Linked DNA regions of Mus musculus: all the other regions are linked to region 1. Evidence: chromatin contacts called from public HiChIP or PLAC-seq and capture Hi-C data. All regions are on one chromosome and are shown on one strand. Each heading gives the region's core, a stretch centred on a gene start, on an enhancer-like site or on the middle of the called end of the contact. The rest is flanking DNA. Distances are from core to core; before and after follow the strand shown. Region 1 has its middle 4.1 kb from the start of Gm39369. Region 2 overlaps Myo1e (myosin IE). Region 3 overlaps Myo1e (myosin IE).

Evidence for each region. HiChIP or PLAC-seq counts read pairs in DNA pulled down with a chosen protein or histone mark. Capture Hi-C pulls out chosen DNA fragments and counts their contacts.
Region 2: a capture Hi-C map of embryonic stem cells shows a contact between it and region 1, with 2.4 times the contacts expected there. The contact joins two enhancer-like sites. A contact is called at or near these places in 3 of 115 datasets of contacts at active chromatin or transcription factors (embryonic basal ganglia, embryonic stem cells and large pre-B cells) and 1 of 9 other capture datasets (embryonic stem cells).
Region 3: an H3K27ac HiChIP or PLAC-seq map of embryonic stem cells shows a contact between it and region 1, with 3 times the contacts expected there. The contact joins two enhancer-like sites. A contact is called at or near these places in 2 of 15 datasets of contacts at CTCF or cohesin (large pre-B cells and pro-B cells), 7 of 484 Hi-C or Micro-C datasets (B cells, bone marrow-derived macrophages, cerebellum and 2 more) and 12 of 115 datasets of contacts at active chromatin or transcription factors (T-cell acute lymphoblastic leukemia, embryonic basal ganglia, embryonic stem cells and 2 more).

Annotation. Positions count from the first base shown.
Region 1 is chr9:70,085,574-70,088,800 of GRCm38.p6, reverse strand. No RefSeq gene overlaps it. Among named protein-coding and RNA genes, the nearest start is that of Gm39369, 4.1 kb to the right of the region's middle. Within about 2 kb of position 1,285, at least 16 of the 459 cell types and tissues checked have an H3K27ac peak or open chromatin away from gene starts, as enhancers often do. A contact at or near this core is called in embryonic stem cells, where this site is marked.
Region 2 is chr9:70,354,846-70,357,972 of GRCm38.p6, reverse strand. The region is part of intron 17 of Myo1e (myosin IE); the gene reads right to left. Among named protein-coding and RNA genes, the nearest start is that of Mir5626, 49 kb to the left of the region's middle. Within about 2 kb of position 1,397, at least 15 of the 459 cell types and tissues checked have an H3K27ac peak or open chromatin away from gene starts, as enhancers often do. A contact at or near this core is called in embryonic stem cells, where this site is marked.
Region 3 is chr9:70,390,997-70,394,490 of GRCm38.p6, reverse strand. All of the region lies in intron 26 of Myo1e (myosin IE), which reads right to left. Among named protein-coding and RNA genes, the nearest start is that of Mir5626, 13 kb to the left of the region's middle. Within about 2 kb of position 1,725, at least 28 of the 459 cell types and tissues checked have an H3K27ac peak or open chromatin away from gene starts, as enhancers often do. A contact at or near this core is called in embryonic stem cells, where this site is marked.

The DNA.
Region 1 (3,227 bases), core at 36-2,535:
GGCTGCTTGGGGTCACTTGGGGAGTTTAAAGAGCAACTGACACCAAACAACCTCCTGACCCATTAAGTCAGAGCATCTGGGAGGCAGTCACCAGCACCAACCAGTATGTGTCACAGCCCTATCCCGAATCCCCCCCACCCCCCCACCCCCAGCGATTCTGTGTGCTATGGGGAGGCCAGCCATCCTGCGAAGACAATGGAGTACTCTTCTCGCCAAAGTTTAAAGGAGAATCAGCTGCCCTGTCTTTTCCTTTACCAGAGATTTGCAATAAAGAGAATAAAATTTCCAAATAAGTGTGGCATGGGACTTTTAAATGCGAAGAATCTTTGAGTGTGGGAAGAAAACCTTGGCAGGCCAGCTGCCTTAGGGGACGTACTGCTTGATTTTCTCGAGGCTGCCTCTGGAGTCGCGCCAGTGAGCAGTTCCTGGATGGCTATGTGCCAAGGACCTTTTTAAGTCTGTGTTGAGGCTCTTTTTAAAAATTTTTTAAAATCCCATTGGGTGTGTGCGTGTACATATGTGTATGCGTGAGTATACGTGTGTGCACGTGTGATACATACGTGAACATTGGCTCACGGAGGTCAGGAGAGGGCATCGGATCCGTTGGAGCTGGAGTTACAGATGGTGGTGAATCACTTGACATGCGTGCTAGGAACTAAACACCTGCTCTCTGGAAGATCAAGTGATGCTAGCTGCCCACCATCCCCACAGCCCCTCGCTGAGATGCTTCTGTGTGCTCACTCATTTTGTTTAACAGTGTCTAGTATATACCATTGTCCGTCATTTTACAGTCACGGAAAAATGGCACAACTTACCTCAAATCCTACTGCTCATAAGTAGGAAGCCCGACTCTAGGAAGCACCCGATTATGCATCCTGGCTTTTCTATCTGACAGGCCATCACCCCCAGCCTCTGTCTGACCATCCTTGCTCATTTCGCTTATTTTTTTAAAGACATTCTCACATAGCCGACATTGACCTTGAACTCACTATGTGGATGAGAATGCCCTTGCACCCCTAATCCCCCTGCCTCTATTTCTCAAGGGCTGGGATTAGAGGGGCGAGGCACTGTGCTTGTTATTGTTTTAAATTACATTTTATGTATCGTGTGTGTATACACACATAATTGTATGCATGTGGGGGGTGCCACAGTGCACATACAGAGGTCAGAGGAAACCTGCAGGAGCCAGCTGTCTCCTCCCACTATGGGTTTTATATACACTGATGACTAGACCACTCCTTGGCTCGGCTAAGGGGAAGGCTTTTGTTGTGGATATGAGATGAGGCCAGCCACAGGCATCTGGAAAAATCTAGATCAGAGAGAAAGGAGTAGAACGGACAGGACCAGGGTTCTGTGAGAGAGGGAAGACCGTAAGAGACCAGAGAACCAGAGAGAACAGAGTGTGAGAGGCAGGAGCTGAACACAGAGAAAAAGCATAGCAAGAATTGCAGAGTTCTAGGGAGAACAGAGGATCTGGGGAGGGAAGCCATGAACTGGAGGGAGGGAGGGTCCAGGAGGAGGTGAGAAGGACTGGCATGGGAGCCTGAACTTTGAAATGTATAACAGGGACTGTGACACTAAAGACTCCAAGAGCTGCTTGGAAACCAGCATGAGGTTTGCTATGCTAATAGGCACCACAGGTGGCCACGTCTCTTATTTATTTATTATAATTTATCTATTTTTATCTGCACTGGTATTTTGCCTTTGTGTGTGTCTGTGTGAGGCTGTCAGATCTTGGCGTTACAGACAGTTGTGAGCTGCTATGTAGGTGCTGGGGATTGAACCCAGGTCCTCTGGAAGTGCTCTTAACCGCTGAGCCATCTCTCCAGCTCGGTAGCTATATATCTTTTATGCCAAAGATAAGGGATATAACTCCTTTTGGTAGAACATCAAAGAAGATACTAGAAGGTATAAAGATCTCCCATGTTCATGAATTGGCAGACTTAAGATTTGAAAGAAGTCTCCGGGCGTGGTGGTGCATGCCTTTAATTTCAGCACTTGGGAGGCAGAAGCAGGCGGATTTCTGAGTTCGAGGCCAGCCTGGTCTACAAAGTGAGTTCCAGGACAGCCAGGGCTATACAGAGAAACCCTGTCACGAAAAACCAAAAAAAAAAAAAAAAAAAAAAAAAAAAAAAAATTGAAAGAAGTCGTGCTACAAAACAGCTTATTGATTCAACGCAATTTCCATCAAAGTTCCTATGTTATTCTAAACAGAAGTAGAAAAAAATACAAAATCCACACGGAAACACAAATGATCCTGAACTGCAGAAGCAAGCTTGAACAACGCTGAGCAACGATGTGGTAAAACACCACGGCCATAAACGATGTGGTGGTGAGGAAAGGGTTTGTGTCAGCTTACAACTCTCAGGTCGTGCTCCATGGCCCAAGGAAATCAGGACAGGAACTGAAGCAGAGACCCCCAAGGGAGAGGTGCTGCTTACTGGCTTGCTTCCAGCAGTTTGCCCCGCTTGCTCTTTTATACAGCCTGGGAACTCTGCGGAGGGGTGGGGTGGCTCTACCCACAGTAAGCAGGAACCTCCCACATCCATCATCAATCATGCTGCACAGACCTGCTGTTTAGATAATGGGATGACTTTCTTTCTTCCCAAGTGAGTCTGGTTTGTATCAAGTTGCCAAAAACTCACCACCAGTGAATGTTTGCTACTAAACCTGGCCCCCAAAAAGAGGAAACGTTTTTTAAAAGGCCAGGTACTTATTGGTTCAACGCAATTTTCATCAAAATTCCTATGTCATCCTTCACACAATAATCCCAGAACAAATTAGGCAGAGGTAGGGGAACCTCTGTAGTTTGAGACAAGTCTATTCTACAAAGTAAGTTCCAGGCCAGATGGAGGTGCGTGGTGAGAACTTGTCTAAAAATTAATAAGTAAGTAAATAAAAAAGAAACAAATTATTGACAGATGATATTGTGTCAAGTTAGAAATAGGTACATAAGGGAATCAATTACTAGAGTCAGGAGCCTGAAGAATAAGACAAATTTTTTTCCTGTCAACTATTCATGTGACAGGGAGTTAATATTTAGAAAATTATGAACTAAAAAATTTAAATGCCCAAAGAACAAGTAATCCAATCAATCAAACAAATTCAATAGAATTTTCAAGATAAGTACAAAAAAAATGGCTGTTAAAAGTCATGAAAAATGTTCATAGCCACAGTTAGCCACCAGAGACATGCAAATTAAAAGTACATTGAGATTCCATATGACC
Region 2 (3,127 bases), core at 148-2,647, 270 kb before region 1:
CACAGCCACATGGCACTTATTCTGGCTTTGGGGAGCTGAACTCCAGTTCTTCTGCTTACACAGCAACTACTTTGACCACACATCCATCTCTCCAGCCCCAGGACAAACAACTTTTTACAGTCTTTATATGATAAAAAAAATATTTTATGTGTACATTTCCCTTGATTAGAAGCAGGGGCACCCTTAAAATTTTATTTGGAAAAATACTTTTATTTCTCCTTTCTCTAAATAACAAACTCACCATTATTCTTTTTGCTAATAAGAAAAAAGTGCAGAAGTGCCCATTTATCTCTTTTTAAAAAACCTTTAATTTGCTTGTATGTATGGGCAATGTGTGTATACAGTACCTGAGGAAGACAGAAGAGGGCATGAGAGCTGGGTGTTGGTGATTGAACCTGGGTCCTCTGCAAAGGGCAGTAAGAGCTATAACTGCTGAGCTATCTCATCTCTCCAGCGCTGAGGTGCCTACTTCTGATGTCTGCTTTCAATGCTCTCTTCACAAACACTGGCTCCTCTCTGAGGCTCAGGTAGGGAACACATCACACATGGATTTACCACTCCCAGGCCTGGCCCTTGAACCACACAGGGACAAATATTCCCTCTGTGAAGACATTTCTTCTCAGGCTGCTGGGATGGCTCAGCATAGAAAGGCACCTCCGGCAAGTCTGATGTGCTGGGATGGCTCAGCATAGAAAGGCACCTCCGGCAATTCTGATGACCTGTTCAATTTCTGAGGCTCCCACAGGTTCTCTTCTAACCTCGACACATGGGAGAGCACCCACAAGCTAGACTTGTCCATCATGGTGATGAAGAGGCCAGGGGTTAATACTGGGACGCTGCCCCTGGTCTATTATTCACCTTAGTTTTAAGACAGGGTCTCTCATTGAATCTGGAGTTTGCTATTTATTGGTCCCTCTGGAGCAGCTGTGAGCATACGGCATGAATGCTGGGCACTGCACGCTGGTCCTCCGAAAGAGCAGTAAGCGATCTATCTCGCCAGCCCCTAGGAGCTGCCTCCTCAGCGCTGTCATGCTAGGGTTATAGACAGACACCAATCGGCCCAGCTTTTGTGTGGATGTCGGTATCTAAAGTGCCACCTTAATGTCAGACTGTGCAAGTAGCCCTCTCTCGGGCCTGAGTCAAGTTAGATTTCCCGGCATCAAGGTTCAGGAAATTCCTTACATAATTTTTCTGCCGTGTGACAATCTAGCAAATCCTGTGAGGTATAAAAGAACTTTGAAGCACCAAAGACCCAAGTTGCTTTTCTGGTGCATCACGGTTGGTAGGCATTGGATGGCCACAGTCCAGCTGTTCCCCTCGGACACCATTTGAACCCTATGGGAGGAATCACGCCCTGTGGGAGGAGTCACGCCCTGTGGGAGGAGTCACACCTTGTGGGAGGAGTCACCACCATGGCTGTCCTTACTTGTCCAGACTATTCCTCACTCAAGCAGGCCACAGCCTGAGAACAGCTGAGAACAGCCTGAGAACCCAAGGCCAGCCACTTCGCCAGAAGCCACATTTCAACAGGAAAAGAAAAACCCCATACCTCATAAACTTGTGGAGTGAGTAACCCTCTCCACCAAGAAAGTCAATTGAGCGTGTAATCCCCACCAGGGGCTCAGCCCTCCAAACTCACAGGGGAGCAAAGCCATCGGTGATTAAAGCGATGGGGGAGCTGCCCCGCTGGAAATGTGAAGCAGCTTCCATCCGCTCTCACCCTGAGCCTTCTTACACCACATGTGATTGCTTACTGTGTTCTTGCTGAAATTCAGCTGATGTTCATGGGAGGGGGGATAAAGAGGAGAAGGAGATGGAGGAGGAAGAGGAGGCCACAGCGTGAAAAGCACCGCTGTGAAATCCTATAAAGATTGTAACATAGTTTTTTTTTCTGGTATTCCAGTGAGTCAAGTTTAAAAGTGGGGGAGGGGGAGGGGAGGAAGCCGAGAGGAGGGAGGGGTGGGTGAAGAGGGAGGGGGAGCTCGCAGGTGTTGTACAAACCCCTCTACCAATCAACCTTAGGCGTTCTCAGGAATGCCACCCACTTCCTTTGAGACAGTGTTTCTCACTGGCTTGGAGCTTACCAATTATGCTAGGTGGGCTGCCCAGCGAGCCCCAGGGATCCACCTGAGTCTGCCTCCCCAGCTCTGGGATTGCAAGCACACACCACTATGCTCAGAATGTCTACCTAGGTAGTGGAAATCAAACTCAGGTCTTCATCTTTACAAGACAAGCAGTTGAACAGACTGAGCCACCACGCCAGCCCACATCAAGGTGGACTTCGTGTGCTGGAAGCATCAATGTTGGGGAAGGTCAAGGAGAAGCGACTATACAGTTTCTTTACAAGAAGACCATTTAGCAGGGCTACTTACTTGAGGTTGGGGAGTGGTACTTTATTTGTAAGACAAATAAGGTTTTATTTTTCTTGATTTATTATTTTTTATTTTGTGTACATGTGTGTGTGTGTGTGTGCAATGTGGGCACATGCAAGAAGTGAGTGCAGGTGCCCAAAGAGGCCAAAGGTGTTGGATCTCTGGAGTTGGAGTTAGAGGTGGTTGCCCAGTGCACGATGTGAGTGCTGGGAACCAAACCTGGGTCCTCTTCAAGAATAGTATGTGCTCTTAACCACTGAGCCATCTGCAGGCTCAAGTGAAATGCTTTCATTTATTGGAAAGAGGTAAGGAAAGTGGGAGAGCTTGGAATGGAGAAAGGGTGGAAGTAGGTATCCCATAATAGTACTTCTGTTGCCAACATTTTCTCTGAGGTTGCCCATGACACCACCCTTCTGGTGTGCACGAGCCCATGTAGCTGTACATGTGAGTGGATGGGCTGTTCACACATCAGTACATGTTAGAGATAGAGCAGACCATGGGGAAGAGATCTCACTGGTAGACATTATGTCCTTGACCCTGTGTTTAAATGAGCCAGAAGCTGGCAATGTGGACAACGTGGCCCACACAAATCAGTTACTAACGGGTAGTTGCAGGACACACTTCTGAATCCCAGTCTAGTTCTGGATTTGGCATCACCATAGCACTTTTGGTCTGGGGAAATGGCTTATATAGTAAAGTGCTTGCCTTGCAACCATGAGAGCCACAGCTTGGTTCCCAGAAGACATGTTTAAAAT
Region 3 (3,494 bases), core at 476-2,975, 310 kb before region 1:
CATCATGAGAAACACTTTTGCTGATGACAGACTGACTAACTCATGGATTATTACAGTGACATCATTTCCTACCCAGCATCTACTAGACATCTCCCTTCTCCGAGAAGAACTTGCTCGGGATGCATTTGGTCCATACTGATACCTTGCTTCGTGAGCTCTGGCTGAAGTAAGGACCCCTGCTCACTAGATGAGGCAGCAAACAAGGCTGTGTGCCTTCACCATGCCTGCACAGCGCTGTGCTGGAGGCTCGGAGCCACAGCTGCTAAGTCAGCACAATCAGTGGTGTTCAGAGTGCAGAGAAGTGAAAGATGAGACAACAGCCATGCCTGGACACACGCAAGGAACACACTAGAAAGCTGCTCACAACGGAGCTCAACAAGATGATAGAAGATCATCAGTACCTAGGGAGCTCGAGGTATAGTATGGCTCAGTAGACTGAGCACATGCCTGGCATGTATAAAATCTGGGGCTCAAGTCCCAGCACTGCATAAACCAAGTGGTGCATGGCCATCATCCATAATAAAACACTGGGGAGGTAGAGGCAGGAAGATCAGAAGTTCAAGGTCATCTTTGGCTACATAGTGAGTTTAAGGCTCGGCCAGCCTGGGCTATATGAGACATTGTCTCAAATAACCAACTTCAAACAAACAAACAAACAACATCAAAGTCACACACCATCGGTTCTATGTCCAAGTATTAGCAAAGATAAACTCAAAGCTGAGACTGAGGTGAGCGAGATGACTCAGCGGGGGAAGGTGCTTTGCCACGAGGCCTAATGCCCTGAGTTTAGTCTTCAGGACCCACACCACATGGTAAAAAGAGAGAACGGATTCCCTAAAGGTGTTCTCTAACTGCCACACATGTGCTGTGGTCCCTCCATGCACTACACTGATAAGTAAGTGTAACTAAAAAGAAAATGAAATTAAGAAAATGATCACATTAATAACATGAGTATAATACTTAATAATAAATGAGTTTTTATAAATAAAATGTCTATAACCAGCCAACATAGATACGTAGATTGTTAGTGAGGTGGGACAGTGTTGAGGGGAAAGTTTCTTTTTTTCCTCTTTCTCTCTCTCTTTCTCTTTCTTTCTTTCTTTCTTTCTTTCTTTCTTTCTTTCTTCCTTTCTTTCTTTCTTTCTTTCTTTCTTTTTTTCATGTGTGTATGTATCCCTGGCTGCCCTGAAACTCATTCTGTAGACAAGGCTAGCCTCGATCCACTTGCCTCCAGAGGGCTGGGATTAAAGTTATGCCTTGTGTGTCGGAAGGTTTTATGAGGAGGGAAGAATTCTAAAATTAGATTATGGCCATTGTGCACAACTTTGTCAATACACTAAAATTATAATACTGGGCATTTCAAATGGATTGATTCTATCTCCATAAAGCTTCTCTTGAATCAGTTGGTAGGGCAAGGGTTATACAATGCATAGTTGAACCTTGGAAAGGCCCAGGCCTTGTATGCTGGGAGCTGCTGAACGTGTCCCAAGAAGCAGGGGAACTGCTCAAACACCTGCCTCTCTTTTATTGTTCATTACGGTTTTAAGACAGGGTCTATACTTGAATTCAGTGTGCAGTAAGGAATCTATGCAGATGAAGAGCTGACTGACGCCTGGGTTTAGCAGTCTAGGGACCTGGAAGCATCACAGAGCACAGCCAGTCACAACACAACTGCCATTACCCAGGCTAGGCTAGAAAGAGCCCCCAAGCCTCCAGAACCCAGCCGATCTCTAGTGTCACTAGGTGGCGATCCTGTGTAATAAATATGGAGAACTAATGGCTTTCAACACACTGCCAGAAATTGATTAATGAGGTCGTTTAGGTACCACTCCCAGCCAGAGTGACTGCCAACTCAGTGCAGAAGGGCCACTGAGCAGAGCTGGCTCCGTCCTCAGCAGAGCGGATGGCAGAGACTTTCAGGAACTGTGTCAACGACTTGTGAAACAGTCATTAAAAGCCAAATCTTACCAACTTACAATTAAATTAGCAAACGAAATAAGCAAGCTTCATCCCATCCCATCCCCCACCCCGTCCCCTTCTGTCCCCCTCCCCAGTCCCACACACTTTCTGAGTAGCCATGCTGGTGGCTCAGCCTGACCTGGCTATGGTGTGTATATTTACTATGTATCCTAGTTTGCTGCCCGTTGCTGCCATGAAACACTGACAGAAGCAAGTTGCTCTGGCTGTGCTTTATTACAAAGGGAAGTCAGGGCAGGAACTCAAGGCAAGACCCAAGCGAAGACCATGGAAGAATACTGCTTACCAGCTCGCTCACTTGGCTTTCTCATACAATTCAGGACCCACCCACCTAGGAGTATACTGCCTGCCGACATCAGTCCGTAAGGAAATGCTCCACAGGCTTGCCTCCAAGGAAAATCTGATAGCAGCAATTTCTCAGTTGAGGTCTGTCTTCCCAGATAACCCTAGCTTGTGTCAAGTTGACAAAAAAGGAAGCCATTTAACCCCAGGAACTGGCAACTGTTGCAATTTAGGCATTTTTGTTTAGTTTTATTACTCCCTGCTGCTCAGGAGACCAGACCCTTCCTGAATTCACCCTCATGGAAAATGCTTTCCTAGGCTGGAGAGATGACTCAGCAGTTAAGAGCACTCGCTGTTCCTGCAGAGAACCCTGATTTGGTTCCCAGCACCCACATAGTGACTCACAACTGTAATGCTAGTTCTGCTTTTTTTCTGGCTTTTGAGAACACTAGGCACATACACGATGCACAGACACACCTCCAGGCAAAATATCTTTACACATGAAAAGATAAAAATGAAAATTGGAAAATGCTTTTCTGAGCCGGGCTCGACAGCATACACCTGTAATTCTAGCACTTGGGGAGGCTGAGGCAGGACAATCTCATCTCCGTGAGCTCAAGGCCAGACTGAGATGGACATAATACATCTGGATCCAGATATCAAATAAAAAAAAAAACCAGCAGGCTGTCCCTCCATTTGTTTTGAACTGTCTGTGCAATTTTGGGTAATTTTGGCCCCTCTGCTATTTTGTGTTGTTTGTATTTCTAATATCCACCCCACCCCCCACCCCCAGCAACACACACACACACACACACACACACACACACACACACACTCGAGGATTGAGAACTGTGTTATAAAGACAGAGCCTTCACTGGGACAATGGAGACAACACCGAGAATGTCAGTTTCATAATAAAGTTGCAACCCTGCTGATATGTCAACAGTCCAAGTTACTTTATCTGTGGACCTGCCGTATCTCTGCAGACACATATGTTAGTATGTAGCTATAAAACTACACACTATCAAACAAATCTGGTATCTGATTACATGTAATTTTCTTAATGGAAAATTTTTGCATTCTGTGTGAGTGTTTTGAGGGAGATACCAGCCCAGGCATTTGTGAGGGTCAGAGGGCAGTTTGCTGGGATTGGTTTTCTTATTCCTCCATGGCGGTCCTGGGAACCGAAGCCAGGTCATCAGGCATTGCAGCAAGCACATTTACCTGCTGGGGCA